4 separate regions of the Zea mays genome follow, and all the other regions are linked to region 1. The links are chromatin contacts, called in public Hi-C maps. All regions are on one chromosome and are shown on one strand. The core of a region is the stretch at or near the end of the contact, and the rest is flanking DNA. Distances in the headings are between cores, read along the strand shown. Region 1 holds the start of LOC100282406 (ER lumen protein retaining receptor C28H8.4). Region 2 has its middle 25 kb from the start of LOC100273071. Region 3 holds the start of LOC100284538 (SHI). Region 4 holds the start of LOC100273071 (putative thaumatin domain family protein).

What was found. Hi-C and Micro-C count contacts between places; a contact is called where the count stands out from the background.
Region 2: a contact with region 1 is called in a Hi-C map of bundle sheath, with 2.7 times the contacts expected there. The contact joins the enhancer-like site here to the promoter of LOC100282406 in region 1. A contact is called at or near these places in 2 of 25 Hi-C or Micro-C datasets (bundle sheath and leaf).
Region 3: a contact with region 1 is called in a Hi-C map of leaf, with 5 times the contacts expected there. The contact joins the promoter of LOC100284538 here to the promoter of LOC100282406 in region 1. A contact is called at or near these places in 4 of 25 Hi-C or Micro-C datasets (bundle sheath, ear, leaf and 1 more).
Region 4: a Hi-C map of leaf shows a contact between it and region 1, with 4 times the contacts expected there. The contact joins the promoter of LOC100273071 here to the promoter of LOC100282406 in region 1. A contact is called at or near these places in 2 of 25 Hi-C or Micro-C datasets (bundle sheath and leaf).

What each region holds. Positions count from the first base shown.
Region 1 is chr4:223,245,807-223,250,397 of Zm-B73-REFERENCE-NAM-5.0, reverse strand. LOC100282406 (ER lumen protein retaining receptor C28H8.4) reads right to left here and starts at 1,606. Exons shown (of 6, transcript NM_001155317.3): 1 at 1,218-1,606. The coding sequence starts at 1,443.
Region 2 is chr4:223,407,271-223,412,044 of Zm-B73-REFERENCE-NAM-5.0, reverse strand. No RefSeq gene overlaps it. Among protein-coding and RNA genes, the nearest start is that of LOC100273071, 25 kb to the right of the region's middle. Within about 2 kb of position 2,439, at least 18 of the 20 cell types and tissues checked have an H3K27ac peak or open chromatin away from gene starts, as enhancers often do. A contact at or near this core is called in bundle sheath and leaf, where this site is marked.
Region 3 is chr4:222,999,450-223,004,006 of Zm-B73-REFERENCE-NAM-5.0, reverse strand. LOC100284538 (SHI) reads left to right here and starts at 1,404. Exons shown (of 2, transcript NM_001370656.1): 1 at 1,404-2,202; 2 at 2,334-3,070. The coding sequence starts at 1,677. The coding sequence ends at 2,698.
Region 4 is chr4:223,382,857-223,387,313 of Zm-B73-REFERENCE-NAM-5.0, reverse strand. It overlaps LOC100273071 (putative thaumatin domain family protein), which reads right to left and starts at 2,240. Exons shown (of 2, transcript NM_001147520.1): 1 at 1,132-2,240; 2 at 181-749. The coding sequence starts at 1,836. The coding sequence ends at 666.

The DNA of each region.
Region 1 (4,591 bases), core at 357-2,856:
GTAAGGGATAGATTCTTAGGCCATTTGCATATTGGTATGGCAGGACCACCATTATATACATAGTAATACAGTAAATTAAAAATGATGATGATGTGTATAAATCATACCACTAATATTGTCCATTCCCTATTTTTACCCTATTTTTAAATGCCAAAAAATATCTAGATGTACAAACCTCGATTAATCCTTGATTTTGCATAAATAAAACATTTAGGCATCAAAAACTGAATCAGGAAAGACGCTGAAAGAAACAATTCCGTAAATGAGACAAATGTAGGTACCAAAAGAAACTAAAGCTACCACAACCTCCGCACCACTGCACCAGGGGATGATGGTGGCATCTCCCAGCAGATGCATGTTCCCAAATTTGCACAGACAAGAGCAAGCCATACGAATCTAATAATACTACTGCATTTTTATGATTGGAAACAAAGTATGGTTGCCTGAATCGGCTACTAATTTGGTCTGGGAAAATGGCTCCTTTATCTTCTCACCCATGAACTTTTTGTTTAGTTTGTGGGATGTAATGCTTTGATTCATCTCCCTCGTAATTAGTAAGATGATGAGGAGTGGGGTCATTCCACACACACAAAAAAACACGAGATAGACATTGCCTCATCTAGAATGAGATGGTTCCAAGAACCAAATAACCCCTAAACAGATGAGCATGGTTGACATTAAGCAAAGGAACCCATTGCATTAAGCAGGCACAAGCAGTATCCTCCTCTTGGTCGCACCCAGTTATATCACCAATTTTCAATGAACGCTGACCCAGTGACACCGTCATAGAAAAACGTCGTCCCCAGAAACAGAAAGCAAGCACATACCAAAACTCCTTCAACTGCAATGCCAACAACAACACAAGTCGCATGCAGTATCCAGTTTAAGAAATTAACAATTACCTCGAGCGTGACCTGATGCATGCACCCTAAGCGAAACAGCAGAGAAATTATCTACTGCCTTGAACGGATCAGGCCGGAAAACCACACAAAATACGAGAACATGCTTCAGTACTGAGAGTGGTACGAACGGAGGAGCAGCGGATAGTCGGTCGCCATAGACGCGAGGGAAGAAAACACACGCGCATGACTCAAATGTTCCAGCAATCTGGATCCATGATCAGCGAGCCCAACGGATCGAGCAGATAGCGGCGGAGGGATGCAATTTTATACAGCAGTAAGGTACTCAAGAAGGAAGGGAGGGGAGGGGGGACGAACCGGCGCAGGTCTTCTCCTTGGTGAGCTTGTAGATGAGCACGGCGATCCCGAGCGCGTGCGCGGCCTCGGCGGCGACGAAGAGGTTGTCGTGGTCGTGGACGATGAAGCGGATGAAGACGAGCGCAGCCATCCCCGCGACGACGGCGAGGAAGGCCTTGACCTTGGGCGGCTGGCGCCGCACCCAGGCCATCACCACGGCGACCGGCCTCCGCGACGAACCCCTCATCTCCCCTCCCGCTTGCCGATCGGTGGAGGCGCAGGCGCAGGCGAGCTCTGTCCGGGTCCGGATGGGCGCGCTCTCGTCGTCTCTGGCCCGTGCGCGGCGTGAGGACCTGACTCCTGAGCTGGGGAAGCCTGGGACGGCCGGATGGGCGAGGCGGTGGAGTTATAGGGTGTTTGGTTTGAGGAATGACCTAGTCCATCATCTTCTCACTCCTCACTATTTTTGTTTGGTTTGTAGAATGGAATGAGTTGATCCATCACCATCTCATTCCTTATAGTTATTTAGTTAGTACTAATATGAGGAATGGAGTCATCTCACCAAATTTGAGGAATGAACCCATGATGCATCACCTCAATTTGGATGTAGTGATTCCTTAAACCAAACACACCCTTATGGACGGGTCGGGCTCCGGTCGGGTTGTTGCAGCTGTTTCGATTCGTGGCATCTATGGTCTGCGCAATTGGGCCCATTGGACCGTAGGCAAGCAAATCTTTTTGAAATCTTTTTTTGTTCCCTGTATTTAATGAAACATGACTAGAAGAAATGCTTTGGAAAAATGGCTCCTGGTTGAGATGCTTTGAAATCTTTTTTTTTTTTGAGGTTGCTCTCGCTTCTTGCGACACGTCGTCGCGGTCTCTATGGAAGCCGTGGGACAGACCGAGTACACAGAGCGTTGCGGGTTTGGTTCGAGGACGGGGGCGTGCAGGCCAGCGAGTCTCGACTCTCGAGCGATGCGGGCAGGGTAGGGCATCTACCCAGTGTTTGACTAGGTAAGCGTGTTGTTAATGCGCCTCGTGGAGTGGACAGTGGAAGATGGGCGCCACCACGACGACAACTTGCACCGTTGCACGGAGTAGCCTCTATCTGTGCCTCGTGATCTCATCCCATCATCACCAGCTGTCGCTTTGTCCGGTACGTATACGTATGCCTCTCAGGCTCAGCTACAGAACCCGGGACAAAAAAGAAGCACCGCACACGCTCCACGCGGAAGACGGCGACCGTGCGCTCAGGTCAGGTGGGACCGCCGGGCACGGCGCGGAATTCCTCCAGCTGCTGCGCGATGATTTTGCGGACTGGGACGGAACGGAACGGGACGTGGGACCTCGTCTATGTGCCGCGGCCCGGCGAACGGGAGTCGACAACGCCCCGCCGTGCTGATCGGGGTGCACGCGGCGCACCGCGCACGGCACGTTCAAAAACAGCGCCAAATCCCATCGCCTTTCCGAATTCTCGTCTTCCGCCCCCGCGCCGCGCTGCTAGACTCGTCATGTCGTGCTTGTGCCGCGTGCGGCGCCGGCCCGACTGGTGTGGTCTACTCGGCGGCCGGGTGGGCCACAGTCTCGCGTGGGCTGGGTGCGTGCGATTCTATGGGACAGATGGGCTGGGAGTCCGTCTGCCGATGGGGTAATGCTGGGCCGCTAGTCTGGAACGGACGTCCAGCTCTCTCTCTCTCTCTCTCTCTTACAGCTCTGCAATTCGCCAAGGCCCAAACAGCTACATTATGGGTTGGGCCGTACTGATTCCTCTCCTCTCACAGGGACGTCTGTCTGTCTCGTCATCTGACGCGCCGTTTTTTTTCTCAACAAAAACAATAATAATAATAAACGCGCCGCTGCCAAGGCCCATGGGATCCACGGAATCCTACCTCCCCCGTCAGCCGACCCTCGGTCGCCCTCCGGCGTCCGGACATCGCCATCGGAGTGAGCAGGAACCAGAATACGGGGGGTCGGTAGAGTCCGCGCACCCGGGGGTCCCACTCCCCTGAGGCCGTCCCTGGCTCCGTGCAAAAGATGGGGATTGGGGAAGGGTGCCAGGTCACCGTCCCGGCGCCGTGCCGTCAGTGTGAGTGGTGAGGTCCCTTCCAAGATTCTGTGCGTCTCATCGCCCGATTTACTTACTGGCTTTACTTTACATCCACAAAGCTTGCGAGTTGCGTTATCTAGCCTTAGCTTTTTCGAGTCCTTGCAAATCTTGTTGGTGGGGGGGCGAGCGAGACCTGATGCCACGTACGCCTAGCGGAAGAAGGGTCGATGATCTTTTTATAGGAGTTCCGCTTCCACAGTTGGTGTGTGTGGCCGACATGCTGGTCGCTGCGAGATGAGGTCATGTGCGGCTTCCTCGTGTGCTTTCAGATGCACAGCATCTTGCGACCCAAAATTCGCTGCAATTCGCTCAGTCAGAGGTGTCGGGCCTGGGGTTTAGAACAACGTCCTGATATGTCAGGTGTCTGTTCGTTCGGAGTAAGCTTGCTCAAAGTCATGGCGTCTGGTCACAGAGAGAGAGTGATCAGTAGCCACGAGGACAGTCCAGTCCCTTTGGCGGTGCTGCTGATTCCTAGCAAAACCTGTACATTTGGTTGGTTTCTCCACGTAGCGCCACGCCGGCGGAAGTCTGGCTTAAGAGATACGACTAATTTGCTCGCGTCTGCAGAGTCTGGTACAGGGTGCTTTAAGTATCATGTAAACCTGACTCTATATCTGCATATAAGTAACCAAACACACATCTCACACGCGTAGAGTCTGGTTGACAACAACCATACATCAACTCATTGCATTGCGTGATGCAAGCACCAGCAAATACAGACAACCAAACACACGGATATTAAGTCCAGACATGTAATACCAGTTGTTTCCTCACATGTTGCATGAATTCCAACTCGAATATTGTGACCAGGTGTTGTCGGTATCCATTCTTGATTAAGGCGTCAGTATAAGGCTGTAAGCTCGCTCCATCGAATTCTTCAAATAAAATACCGTATTCGTTAATTATCTGCAGAATTGAGTAGTAGCCAGTAATGGAGCACTTGTACATTTACTAGTTGTGTTTTAAAATTGATTTCTCTTTTTGAAGAGATAGGTACAATCTTTTTTTTTGGAAGCCTAGTTGCTAAAAGCTTGTGGGATGTGGCACTGACCTTGAGGACCGCTTAGTTCAAGATTAAAATGGCTAGGAGATCATATTTCAAGGCCTAAATATTTAGGATGTGTCCTCCTAATCGATGTTTTCTTTTTCTTGTCAATCTACATCACTTGCATCGTAGCTGGGGAAGGTTGGTAATCCAGGCTGTCATTCAGTGAATTAGTCTGATGGGATGTAGCGATACCCAGCCCATTCTCTTTTGGTGGCATCTCCTAAAGTTAGTCTGCTTCGT
Region 2 (4,774 bases), core at 1,190-3,689, 160 kb before region 1:
CAAGTTTGTCAAAAGAAACATCACTGTCGATCATCATTGGGGAAATGATTGGAGTTTTGGTCGTTACCTCCACTGACGAAGTATATCATCCCCACAGACCAACACGAGTCTTTTATGCACACTTTGTCCTCACTCATGTGCACCCGAGAAAACTTCCCGTTCGGTCACCCATCCTGAATTGCTCCAAGTCAAGCATGCTTAACTTGGAGGTTCGTACGAGATAGGCTTCCGAAAAAGAAGATGCACCTTATTGGTATGGATACTCTATTAATTCTATTAAGCCTTGGGCCAGGATATCACCATCCCAGGGTTAGGATATCACAATCCACCCCCTTAGAAGATCGACGTCCTCGTCGATCAACCCCAATCCAGGAACCTCCCCTCTTAGCCATGTCTGTGTGTCTAGTGTCATCATATGCCATCACATGTGACCACTCTAGGCCCACATGCACCATGCGCCATATACCCGAACTCCCTAACCCACACATGCTCGTGAAACCACGAGGGTCGGCTCTAATACCACTTGTAACACCCCGTCCAATCCTTGGACCAGCGATACTCACTCCTGGCAGCTCTCTAGGATCATATATCGTCCCCGCAGACCAACACGAGTCTTTTGTGCACACTTTGTCCTCACTCATGCGCACCCGAGAAAACTTCTCGGTCGGTCACCCATCCCAAATTGCTCCAAGTCAAGCACGCTTAACTTGGAGGTTCTTTCGAGATAGGCTTCCAAAAAGAAGATGCAACTTGTTGTATGGATACTCTATTAATTCTATTAAGCCTTGGACCAGGATATCACCATCCCAGGGGCCATGATATAACAATCCACCTCCATGATCCTAAAGCGGGTGGGGGAAGTTGCCTACCAACTGGAACTACCCGACCATCTAGCGGATGTACATGATGTCTTCCGTGTATCCCAGTTGAAGAAGTGCCTCAGGGTACCATAAGAGCAACTGCCTATGGATGAATTGAGTGTTCAAGATGATCTGACTATACTGAGTACCCTATCAAGATCATTGATACTTTAACTCGTGTTACGAAGAATAAAGTGATCAAAATGTGTAAAGTGCAATGGAGTCATCATAGTGAAGATGAAGCTACCTGGGAGAGAAGAAGAAATAAGAGTAGATTTTCCCCACCTCTTCCCTAGTTCATCTTTATCTCGTGGTCAAGATTCTTTTTATGGGGGTAGGATTGTAAAACCCAAAATTTGTATAAGAGGAAAAATAATATATTTATAGGTTTGTGTTTTGAGAATTTTGGAACCTTTGGAGATTATTTGATTCTTCTTTTATTTGAGCATATTCAATTAATGGAATCATATTAATCAAATAATAAATAAATAAATAAATAAATACTAAAATATGCATCTCATGCTGGATTTTATATTGTGCATATAACTGAAGTTTGAATTCAAAACAAAATAGAATTTGAATTTGATCAAATGAAAACTAAAATCTAAAAGAATAAAAAAAAGGAAGAAACACTCACACCCGCACTGGGCCGAAATCGGCCTGTTGGCCCAAGACCTCCCGTCCGCATGATCCTCGCCTGGCGGTGTTTGGGGCCGACAAGTGGGCCCGCCGCGCCAGCCTCACTCGACGCGCACTGAGCCATTGGTAGGTGGGACAGACTCCTCCTGACATCTACCCTTGTCGCCCACTGTAGTCCAGATTTGTGGTAGCGCTGACGATTGGGACCCACCCATCAGGGACTCGCGCGGCCACTGTGGTTCTCCCCCCCTCCCCCCCGCGCGCCTGACTAACAGCCGCGAGCAGTCTGGGTGCCGGCGGGTTAGCTCAACAACCTCCCCACTATCCGGCCGCCATGCTTACCTCATATATAGTCGGCCTGGGTGCTCGTGTGACCCAACCCAGGCCCTAAAAACCTAGCACCGCCGTAAGACGAGAGAGAGAAGGGGAAGAAGAGGGCACTACGACGGGTCCGCATCCTAGGCATGGTCTAGAGCTCAGGCGCAGGGCTGGGTGATCGTCGGGGAAGAGGGGATCAGCGCGCGGATCACTGTGGATCTGTGGTGTTGTGTGGAGGCCGGCATTGCTCGTCGGAGCTTGTGATTCACCGCGGTCCGGGCGGATCCGTGTTTTAGATCCCACATCACGTAGTCACTGGTAAGATACTCCTTGCCGCATTCGTCGTACCCTCTACGTTGTCTCGCTTAGGCTGTCCTGAAGTCTGGAAATCCAAGGCGTTGGGCTGTATGCGCCAGCGATGGCGCCCGGCGGGCTACTGGGTCGCCGCCATGCTGGCCCTGCAGCCGATGGGGGAGACACGGTCCTAGGGCCGTTGATCTCAGGATTTGCGGCCACGATTAGATGGGACCGTGAAGCATTTTAACCGTAGGATTCCTATCCTGCACCTAGGAGTAGATCGAGGGGTGTGCGATCGTGGACCGTTGATCTCAGCGTGGGCGGTCCTGATGCGATATCCCCTGGCCTGTTGTGCATTAAATCCGGGTCGTCGATTGACGATCCTTCAGCCCAGTGTGCTGGTGAGTTCATGGAATACGCGATTTAATCTGGGCCATCTACGCCGATCCAACGGCTCGTGTGCCACGATACCCCTTCATTAGGCCCGTTTTACACATAGGTCCTCGGATTTTACCTGAATCAACCCGCACTCCTAGGCAGTGGTATGATCATCACAAATAGGTCCCGAAAATTATACTTTTGACCCCAAACTTGCTGGAATTTTCACCCACAATCCAGAAATAGATAAAATAGGATAAATTCATACAGAAAATATTTTTAGTATGAAAATAGTCCTAGAAACTTGTTTAAATCATAGTAAATTCATTTTAACTCCTTTTTGATCCATTCTAGTTGCATTAACTTTGTATTAATATGGTCTATCACGTGGTAACTCTGTTTTATCATGAAACATAGGTTAAAATTATCCACTTAATTTATTTTATACTAAGCACAAAAACTTCAGAAAATCATAACTCTTTAACCGTAACTCCGAATTTAGTGATTCTCAAACCTACGATCTCGTTACGATGCGTAGAATATTATAATGCATTCTGTTCTGAGATTTGGTGTGATGTTAATTTCTCTTGTACCATGTTTGTTTGTATTGTTGCGAGTATACGGGCAGGAAACTGAGGACCCAGGTGTTCAGCAGGTGGAAAATACTGAGCAGGAGCTCATTGAAGGCAAGTTGTGCCCTTGATCACTTCTATTTACCCAATAATGTTCCTATTAATCATTATGATCTGTATATGTTAATTCTGATGGGACCCAATATGTCACCCCAGTTTGGCTATCTTTATACCTTGTTTACCACTGAACTTTTGGGTAGTACCTGCTATTGCTTTATGTGGTTTTGGGTGTTAAGATATACATTATTCATGATCATGCTTTAATTATAAATGAGTTATTTACTATTCATGACAAGATCGTTATGTTAATTGGAACATAGAGAACCACCCGGGAAAACAGTGCTACCACAAGGGTGGTATGGGACGCCCTTGGCTGACTAATTAGGAAAGCTAGTGGAGGACTACCTTACCCGAAAGGGGCAATGGCAATAGGGGAGTGGTTGGTATAGGGAGGTTCTCGGGTTGATTTTGCTGCGATAGCTTTTCAGACGGGGGATTCCTATGCTGCATTCCCTAGAAACTGTAGCAGGTTTTCTGAAGCTAGTGGAACTTTGTAAAGGCCTCATAGTGTTACCCTACCTCGCTTCCTTGGTAGAGGTGTATGGGATCCATGACCCCATGGAAGATGTGTAACGCGACTTGTGGGTAAAGATGTGCAACCTCTGTAGAGTGTAGAATTGGTATATCAGTCGTGCTCACGGTCATGAGCGGCTCGGACCCTCACATGAGTAACTTATGGAATTAAATTTAATTGGTCATTTTGCATCGCATTGTGGTTTATTTATTAATTGTGATCTCTCATTATTTGGGTTGGTATTTACTTATAGTTAGAAACTGCTAATAAAATTTGACCAACTTATTAAAAGCAATGCTGAGCTTTAACCATTATTTGTTGATCAGCCTTACACTCCACATGAGCTCCCACCTTTGGAGAGTTCATGCACATTATTCCCCATAACTTGTTGAGCTATGATCTTTTGTGAGCTCACCCTTGCGATATATAAAACCCCCACAGGAGAAGAATAGGTAGCCCAGAAGGAGGTCTACTATGAGGAGTACGAGCTTGTCTAGGTGACGTCTCCCAGTCAGCTTGATATCTCCAGGGAATAATTATATAGTCGCTTTATTGTTATCATTTATTTTTGTACGACTCTTCTGCTATGTAATAATGATTGTGACATTTATCTCTATACACTTGGTCATTATATGTGTTGTTCTTCTTTGACGCATATATGAGATGCACTTGGCTTTATCCCTTAAACATGGGTGTGACAGTTCGCCATGAAACAGGGAGAGGAGCCAACTGAAACCTACAACAGGCTCAAGACCCTAGTGAACAAAATCCGAAGCAACGGGAGTACAAGATGGACAGATCATGATGTCGTTCGACTCATGCTAAGGTCATTTATTGTTATTGATCCTAATCTTGTAAACTTCATTCGTGAAAATCCCAAGTACACCAAGATGACACCCAAGGAAAATCTCGGAAAATTTGTAAGGGGCGCATGATGGTGAAGGAAGCAAGGTATGTGGATGACATTGCAAATGGACCACTTCCTCTCTACGAGCCGTAGCCCGTTGCTCTCAAAGCGACAAGGAACAAGGAGGTGCTACCTAACAAGGTGGCTGAAAGGGAATTAGGCTTACACC
Region 3 (4,557 bases), core at 155-2,654, 250 kb after region 1:
ATCTGTCTTATAAGTCCTGTTTGGAACCTCTCTAAAGCTAATAACTAGCCACTAACTAATGTTGATCTAATTGTTAGCTACAACACATGGCTAACAATCATTTCATTAGCTGGCTTAGGGGTATTTAAATTGCACTAAAATTAATAATTAGATGGCTAAAAATTATTAGTGGAATTAATTAGCTAACAAATAACTATCTAACTATTAACTAATTTACTGAGGCTCTATTTCAATCTCACGCGATAAACTTTAGTCATATGAATTGAAGTGCTAAAGTTTAGTTCCTTAGGGTGTTGGACTACTCTAATAAAGTTTAGCACATTGAGATAAAAGACACCCATGCCCCTAATGCGGAGAGAGAGAATGAGGTTGGAGGGTAGGGTGGAAAATGGGGTTCTCTGACCCACGTTTAGCTCCTTTTAGCATCTCTTTGGCAGCTTTTTTTGATGAAGGGGAAGAGCCCCCTATTTCATTAAGAAATAGGATAAGAGTCATTACAAACCGAAACAATGAGTAACAACTCATCAACAAAAGAGCACCTAGTGAAACTAATCCCTACATACTATCATACTAGATAAGCAAGGATCATATTCCACTAACATCAATCCAGAAGAAACCACAGTTTTTAAGCAAGCTTATTTACAACGGCTAAAGATAAACGAGTAGCTACGAAGATAACACGACAGATAGATCTAGATCACTAAAAGGACATTCCAGCACTAGAGCATCTCTTTGGCAGCTTATGAGATAAAATGTGCTAAATTTTATCATACCACCGTTAGCTCTCTTGTTTAGATAATATGTGCTAATTTTTATCTCATGAGATTGAAACAGGGCCTAAAAATAACTAATATTTGAATTATTTGCTAGGTTGTTTGGATGTCTCAACTAATTTTAACGACTAACTACTAATTCTAGTGTCTTCAAACATCTCTTAATCTAACTAATATTTTTTTAGCTGCTAACTATTAATTCTAGGCAGGTTCTAAACCAGGCCATGCATAATATCAGACTGTCGCCACGGGAGCTACAGTTGACGTCACCCACGAGGAAATACGAGACTTACTACTACGACGGTGTATATAATAAAGTACTTATACGCGTAGTTCTACTGACAGACGAGAGAGGCTGAGAGCAGGAGAGAGAATGAGTATATTTTTTATATTTATATAAATGGGGTGTTTTGGGAGCGTGCAGTGCAGGATCGTTGGCGGCGTGGCAGGCCTTCCGCCGCTGTCGCTTTCTCCCCGGCCTCTTCATCACTCACCTCAGTACCTCACCACACAAAATTAAAGCAAGCTCCCCTCACTTGAGCTCCTACTACCTTCCTTTCCGCTCCATCCTTCCCCTCCCTCTCCTCTCCTCTCCTCTCCTCTCTACTCCCCCTCACTCGCAGACACGCCAAAATTCTAGGGAACCCCCACTACGCCTGCACGCGCCCACTAGCTAGCCACCTTAGATCGGTCGATACAGCTAGCTATACCCGCTAGCTGCACCTCTCGCTGCCGCCGCCCGGCCGGGCCGCGCGAGACCGCTCAAAATTCGCGCGCACCGCCACGCGGCGCGGACATGCTGCGGGCGGCGGGGAGCAGCTAGCAGGTAGCCGAGCACGGCAGGGCGACCCGGCGCGCGATCCGCCGCTGCCCGCGTGGGCGGCCGCCTATGGATCTGGCCGCATGGCGGGCTTCCCTCTAGGCGGAGGAGGCCACGGCCGCGGCGACCACCACCACCCTCACGTGAACCCTTCCTCCGGCTCCGGCTCCGACTCCGCGGCCGCCGCCTACCTCTACACGGCCGCCGCCGCGCCGCGCGGCGGCTTCCAGCTATGGCCGCCTCACCCGGCGCAGGAGCACCACCACCACTTCTACGCCCCCAACATAATCCGCTTCGCCGATGACCCCGCCGCGGGCTCCTCGCGCGGCGGCAGGGGCTCCGCCAGCGGCGCCGGCGCGGGCACCATCAGCTGCCAGGACTGCGGCAACCAGGCCAAGAAGGACTGCGTCCACATGCGCTGCCGCACCTGCTGCAAGAGCCGGGGCTTCGACTGCCCCACCCATGTCAAGTCCACCTGGGTGCCCGCCGCCAAGCGCCGGGAGCGCCAGCAGCAGCAGGCCACCGGCGCCGCCGAGCCCTCCAAGCGCCACCGTGACGCCGCTACCGGTGCCCAGCCCTCCTCTACCACCGCCACAACCACTTCCTCGGGTGCGTATTTTATAGAGAAGCTATAAACTGCACTTGCACGTCTTCAGTAGCAATGGGCAAGCAATTCGTCGTCTTTTAGCTAACTAGCAGCAGCTTGCTAATCGATGGACACCACGTGCTTGATTGATCAGGTGAGCAGCAGCAGATGGCGGTGGTGGCGGAGCGGTTCCCGCGGGAAGTGAGCTCGGAGGCGCTGTTCCGCTGCGTCCGCCTGGGCCCGGTCGACGAGCCCGACGCCGAGGTGGCGTACCAGACCAGCGTCAGCATCGCCGGCCACGTCTTCAAGGGCATCCTGCACGACGTCGGCCCGGAGCCGTCGACGGTCGCTGCGGGCGGCGGCTTCCGCCACGCCACCGAGGGGTCCTCCCCTAGCACGGCCGCGGCGGGCGAAGGCAGCGTCGTGGGGCCCGTCTCGTCATCGGCTGTGGTCATGGACCCGTACCCGACGCCCGGCCCGTACGGCGCCGCTCATTTCTTCCACGGCCATCCGAGGTGATGATCAAACGGCCACCATGATTGACACGGCTAGCTAGCCTAGCTGATGGGTTTCGTTCTCTTTGGACATGCCATGCATCTTTCCATCCACTGCTTCAATATTTGCTTTACTGGAGGGATTATCGATCGTCACCAAATTGTTACTAGTAGTTTTTATTTGTCTCCGTCCTCCATCCCTCTTCTCTCTTACATTCTCAATGATCGATGCATAAACTGATGAGCACCATTCATCACTGTTTCTTTCGGATCAGTTCTTACTGTCGCAGTAGCTAGCCCATCAGGTTGTTGCTAGAAGTAAATATAAAGCTTGGAGTAGCTAGCTAGGAAACTGTGTTCATCATGATTCAAAGTTTAAAACCTGACAGTTAGGTAATCTTGATTGATGCTCTTGTCATTGCTTCTTCATCCTTTCATCTTTGTTCAATGGTCGTGATGATGCTGTCCCCCTGGTGGTGTCAGGAAGATATATAGAATGTTGGGGCTTAAGAAGGCTTCTTCGCATATTTGCTCAAGTATATACAGTACTACTGCCCTCTTCCTTCTACTACTCCTGTGTGTGTGTCACACCTTTGCAGCTTTGCTTTAGCTTTTCTCTTCAAAAGCTGAACCCTAGTTTCCTAGCTAGTGGCAACTGCTAGATGATTCTTAGTTGGAAAATTTGGTAGTATGAATGATAGGAGTACCTGTGTATGTCATGGTCGGTAGAGAGAGGGGGAGTGAGAGGAGAGTGGAGAGAGGAGAGATAAATGATTTCTTCCAGTCATCATATGCTCAAGGAAGAAGGCAGGTGGAGTCAGATATCTATGTCTCGAGAAGAATCAAATGACGAGACGCTTGGGGAGAAAAAAAAGAATAATGCTAGTCACTATGCGCTTGTACCAGTTCTGATTAGAGCGTTACCGATGTTTCCTAGTTTGGTATTTGGAAACAGCTTCTCCACTGTGGGACTGGGATCCCAACCTATATTCCGATCCATCATATTTCATCACATCTCCAATCCAATTGCCATTGCCAGTGTCATTTCAACCAGTTACATTTTCTATACGCAGTTGCACTTGTTGAAGTTCTGTCAGCACATAACTAATTAATTTAGTACATAATGTAATTGTAATAATATTATCATGGCCCAAAAAGCCATGCTGGTCATTCTCTCTTTTTCCTGAAATCATGGGAGATTCAAATATCTGGGAACGTCGTTCTCCCTTTTCCACATTTTTTTTCCTGTTTTTTTAGGATTAGTGGAGTTAACTGAAAAAAAATCAAAGTCAAACATTGTTTTGATACACCACTAAAAAGATTGCAAACATTGTTCTCGATACACACCACCACTAAACATTGTGATATTATTTTTACCTTGCAATGTTTTGAAAACATTACATTTTGCCTTCAGTTTCCTAAAAAACATATTCTTAGTACAATGACGGCAATCAAGTATTATTGGTCTCTCAGGCTCTACCTTGCACCGCAAATATGCGTAGTGTAGAGTATTTGTGAGAACTCAATCATCATACGATTATTTAATGTGTATGGTTAACCGATTTGCATATGCAATAATACTGATAAAATTTCAAACTTCATCAACAAAAGATTCATTATGTTTGATTAAGGACTTACTGCTTCAAAATAATGTGTATTTCTGTATGTGCTATATTTATGTTTTTGATGATATGGTATTGTGTGCATATATATACATCTGAACTATATTTATTTTTTTCTACATTTGCATGGCATCAATGTCTGATTATGGGTTGTTCATTATGAATAAAAAGGTTAGCGCGGGTGTGCCCTACTTTAAGATAGTATTTGTCTTCTTAGGATTTTAGAACTGCTGGTAGTAGATGTATTTATTTTCCTTTCCAA
Region 4 (4,457 bases), core at 991-3,490, 140 kb before region 1:
ATCAACGTAGAGAATCTCCTCCTTCTCCTTGTCATTTTATGAACAAACAAACAGCACCTAACTTGTCATGTAACATTTTATGAACAAACAGCACCTAACTTGCAATGCGTTCATGTAAATCGTTACCGCTTATCATTCATTCACAACATGCAAAACTAGTCATGTAACATTCGAGGAGATAACAAAGTGACAACACAAGCATGGCGGTGTAGAGTTCTAACCAAAATCACATTACTCTGTGAACCTCTGCACATCAAATGGTTACAGTATCCATTCGAGATGTTTTTTATGCGCTTTACTGCAAAAATAGAAAAAGGGGCCGATGACAACAGAGCAACCTGAATCGCCTTGCAATGCGTTCATGAAATTCCAGTTGCCAACTTGTAACACATCATTCCTTCTCTAGCACCTATCCACAAACAAAAAGCCTACACAATATTCTCTTCCCATTGCTGATCACTGCTACTGCTCTAATCCTCTTCTTGTCAGAAAATAACTTAGATGACTCCTACCGATCAAGAACCGCAACCATGATGAATCATAGCAAGCTGACCATAGGATGATCTGGTGCAAGTTGTGCAGCAAGCAAGGTCGCCACTGCAATTGCCAAGGCAGATCGGAGCACAATGGACGCCGACCATGACGTTGTTGCCAGAGCACTGGCGTCACTTGCCTTCAAGGATGCAAGCCACACCGAATCTTCCAGTTGCTCGTGGCTTGGCCTCCGAGACGAATGTTCGGATTTGTCGCTGCAAAAATGTCAAAAGAAATATTGCTCGCGTAAGACCAGGTTTGCTTAATCTTGTAAAGCATGAACTTGTAAAGTTAATCTAAGCATCGGATGTGGAACCCTCTATCAGTCTGATGTGTTCCTTGCAGTCCCAACTCGGCAGTTGTGGTTTTCTAGTCACACAGCACACAAGGTGGCAAGGTGCCGAGTGGGGACACAAGGAAAAAGATGGGAAAGAGAAGAGTGCAAATCAAAGCTTCTTTGCTTTTCTCCAAGCCTAAGAATTCCGAATCAAGACCTCGGCATTCTCACGAAGTCTATATCAAACAATACCTTACAGCTCGAAATTGCAACTGAAGTTGAAACTGGAAGTGAAGGAATGATCTGATTTGGGCAAGGACCTGGTTGGAGTGGATTTGGGGCAGAAGGTGATGGTGTAATCGGTGTGGTTGCAGGTGAAGGTGGAGGTGGCGTCGTCGTAGGCGTAGCTGTAGGAGTTGGGGCACGCCGACTTGAAGAGCTGGGAGTACTGTGACGGGTGGCAGGTGTTGGGGTTGCCGTAGGCGCCGTTGCAGCAGTACTCGGGGCTGCCGAACGCCTCGCAGGCGCTGCGGCAGGCGCGGCCGTGGGCGGCGCGGAGCTCGTCGGGGCAGAGCCCGTTGAGGTCGACGAGGCACCCCGTGTCGGGGCATTCGGGCGCGGTGGCCCGCACGAGCATGGGCAGGTTGTAGCCGTCGACGAGGCTGACGTCGTAGAAGTCCTTGCCGCCGGCGCCGTCGAGCGTGAACTCGGCGAGCGTGGCGGGCGGGGACGCCCCCGCGCCGCGGCACTCGACCTCGCCGGAGCCGCAGTCGCCCGTGGCGCAGGAGCCCTTGGCGGAGGCGGCGTCGAAGTCGCAGCCGGAGCGGCCCCAGAAGCGGCCCGACCACCCCTGCGGCGCGTACAGCGCGCGCGACTGCCCCGGCGCCAGCGCGAAGCCCGTGGTCTCCAGCGGCGGCGTCCCCGAGCCGGCGAGCAGGCCCGGCCACACCGTGTCGCCGCAGCGGTTGCTGAAGGTGAACGTGGTGCCGCACACCGACCCTGCGCGCCGCACCGGGTTCCACCACCACCCCCACCCACCCACAAACCCAAGCAGCCCGTCAGTCCACGGCGGGCAAGTGGATCAGAGCCACCACATACGTACCTTGGAAGAAGGAGAGGATGAGGACGGCGATCGAGGCCGGCGTGCCCGGCAGGCGCGCCCGAGATGCCATTGAAGGAACTGGAGCACGCTGTTGGGAGGGACGCGCGAGCGCGAGGCGTGCTGGTGGTCGGGGAGCTCGGTTGTGAGACTGGATGAACGATTGGTGCTAGCTAGAGGGAAAGGGAGGAGCCGGGGCGAGGGCGGCGGTCGGCAGTTGGGGCGAGACGGAACATGGAGGTGGAGGAGGAAGTGGGCCCGTATCGACGGTATCCCTACCTCGCCTCGCTTGCGGAGCGGAGCGGAGCGGGGGATGTAGGGCTGGCTGCGGGAGCCGGGAGGCGTGCCGTGCGTGGCTTGCCGGTTTTATAACTGCCGGAGACGGCAGCAATCCAGTCAATTGAAACTGAGATGAGTGGTGGATTCCCTGTGTTTCGTTCTCTCGTCTAGTCTAATCTCATGGCTGCTACGAGCAATCAACGATTTAATTTGGAACGGTCCTATTCACCAGTGGTACGAAACGGATCTGGCGTGGTTCACCGTTCATTCATTTCGTGCGCGAGGAACTTGGCGAATTAGATTCCAGCAGAGAAAAATAGAGTAGTTTAGGCTAGAGATTCCGGGAGCAGGCAGGACCAGTGGCTGGCTGATGATTGCCAGTTTTTAGTTTGGCTTTCAGATGTAGCGAGCGCTGGTGACTGGTGAGCAGAGTAGCTGGTGGTGACGACTCGCCCTTGTCTGGTTCCGCTCGCTGCGTAACCTGGCGCTGTCACGCATCGGGACCGTACGTCAGGTCATTTCCTCATTGGGCGTTTTTTTTTATATGCATACTCCACTCCAGGAGGAAAGCCTCGAGCAGCAAGCAGCAGCTGCCCTGCTTCCCAAACCCCACGGTGGCCCGCCCGACGCCCCGACCGGCCTCGGCCTGCCTGCTACTTTGTACCATGTGCCCTCCACTCAACTGCATCATTGGCGACGGCGCGATGTGCCATGCCGACCGGCCGGGGAAGCCGCGCACCCCCGGTCTGTCGACTGTCTGCTGGTGGGTCAAGGACTCAAGGTAGTACACACACAGTACGTTTCAGCCGACGTTTGCGGCGACAACTGACGGACCTACAGATCGACGACGCGCCGTCTCGTCTGGCAGTGAGCTGACCCGTGTCGTATTAGAGCCTGAAATAGATGATAGAATGTATACATGACAATTCGCTTTGGCACCCATGCCTACCTCCGGATTCGGGCTCACATTCTGAGCAATGCAAAAACTGCAAAGCTCATAACATTCGTCTGCCGCAGCAGCGTCTAATCACCCTAACGGCCTAACCTCATTTGATCTAGTCCTGAAATTTTAGGTGAGGCTAAGCCGGGCACGGTTTACAAACAGGAGCTCAAAGTATAATCCAGCACACAAAAAAAAAAGACCCAGTGACACGGTTTAAACGATGGGATCCATAGGCAGCATGACACATTATGACTAGATGAGATGTGCTTAGGCTGACACGGCATTAAGTAGGCACAGATTAAAAAATTAACGTTTTAATGGTTCTTTTATGTTCAAATAATTTTTATCTCTTTATAAAAGTTATAGAAAACATTAATACTTATATTCATTGTTGGGGGCCTTGTATGTCGAAGATCGGAAGATCACTTGCCTAACATTTGGCTTCGTCGTTAACAAATGTATTTCAGGAATGTCCTCACAGCCGGACGAATCTAGACTTCGACAAAAGCAGCGTACAAAAGTGTTTCGTCCATACGCAAGCAACAGAGATAATGGCAGAAGGCAGTGACTTCGGCCACAAGTCGAAAGAAGAAGATAGCTGGTTGATGAAGGCCGGAACTCGTGGAGTCAAGAATGAAGAAAGTACATTACTGCCCTAATACCGTTTGTAAGCGACATATGCAAAAAAAATGGATTGGCATTACTGTAAATCTGTGCAAAAAGTCGGTTTGTCTCTCATATAAACAGATGAACAGTACCCTGCATAAAATACCTCTTGCTAGAGCTATAGCTTTGTAGTGCTTAGCCTTCGAAGAACCATCGTGCATCCTATCACTTAGAAGCCATAGGTACATTTGTAAACATACCTAATGTAACGAGAGACATATTGAAAATGCCAAGGCAACATAGATAAGTTCTTGTGTATTGTTTCATATGTCTCTTTGTGTCACATTTCACTTATGGTGTATGCGATGATATAAAACCTTCGTCATATGTGTTCATGCTCCTAAGGAATGTCGATTTTAAGACGAAGGTTTTCATAACGCTTCGACTAGATTTTCATTACCTTCAGAAGTTTGAAATCACGTATATAATTGTTTCATCTTTTATTGCACGTTTAAACCTTCGTCCTCAGATGATCACAACGAAGGTGTATTGTCTGAAGAATGAAGGTTCTCATTGATCAATGTTGTGTTGCCTTGTTTTTTATGCCATGCAGCAATTGAAAACAACTGACCAACAATGGCGCCCACCTCCGATGATCCTACGACCATGACGAGCTTCATCGCGACGAAGAATATGGCAAGCCATCAAGCTTCGTCGGA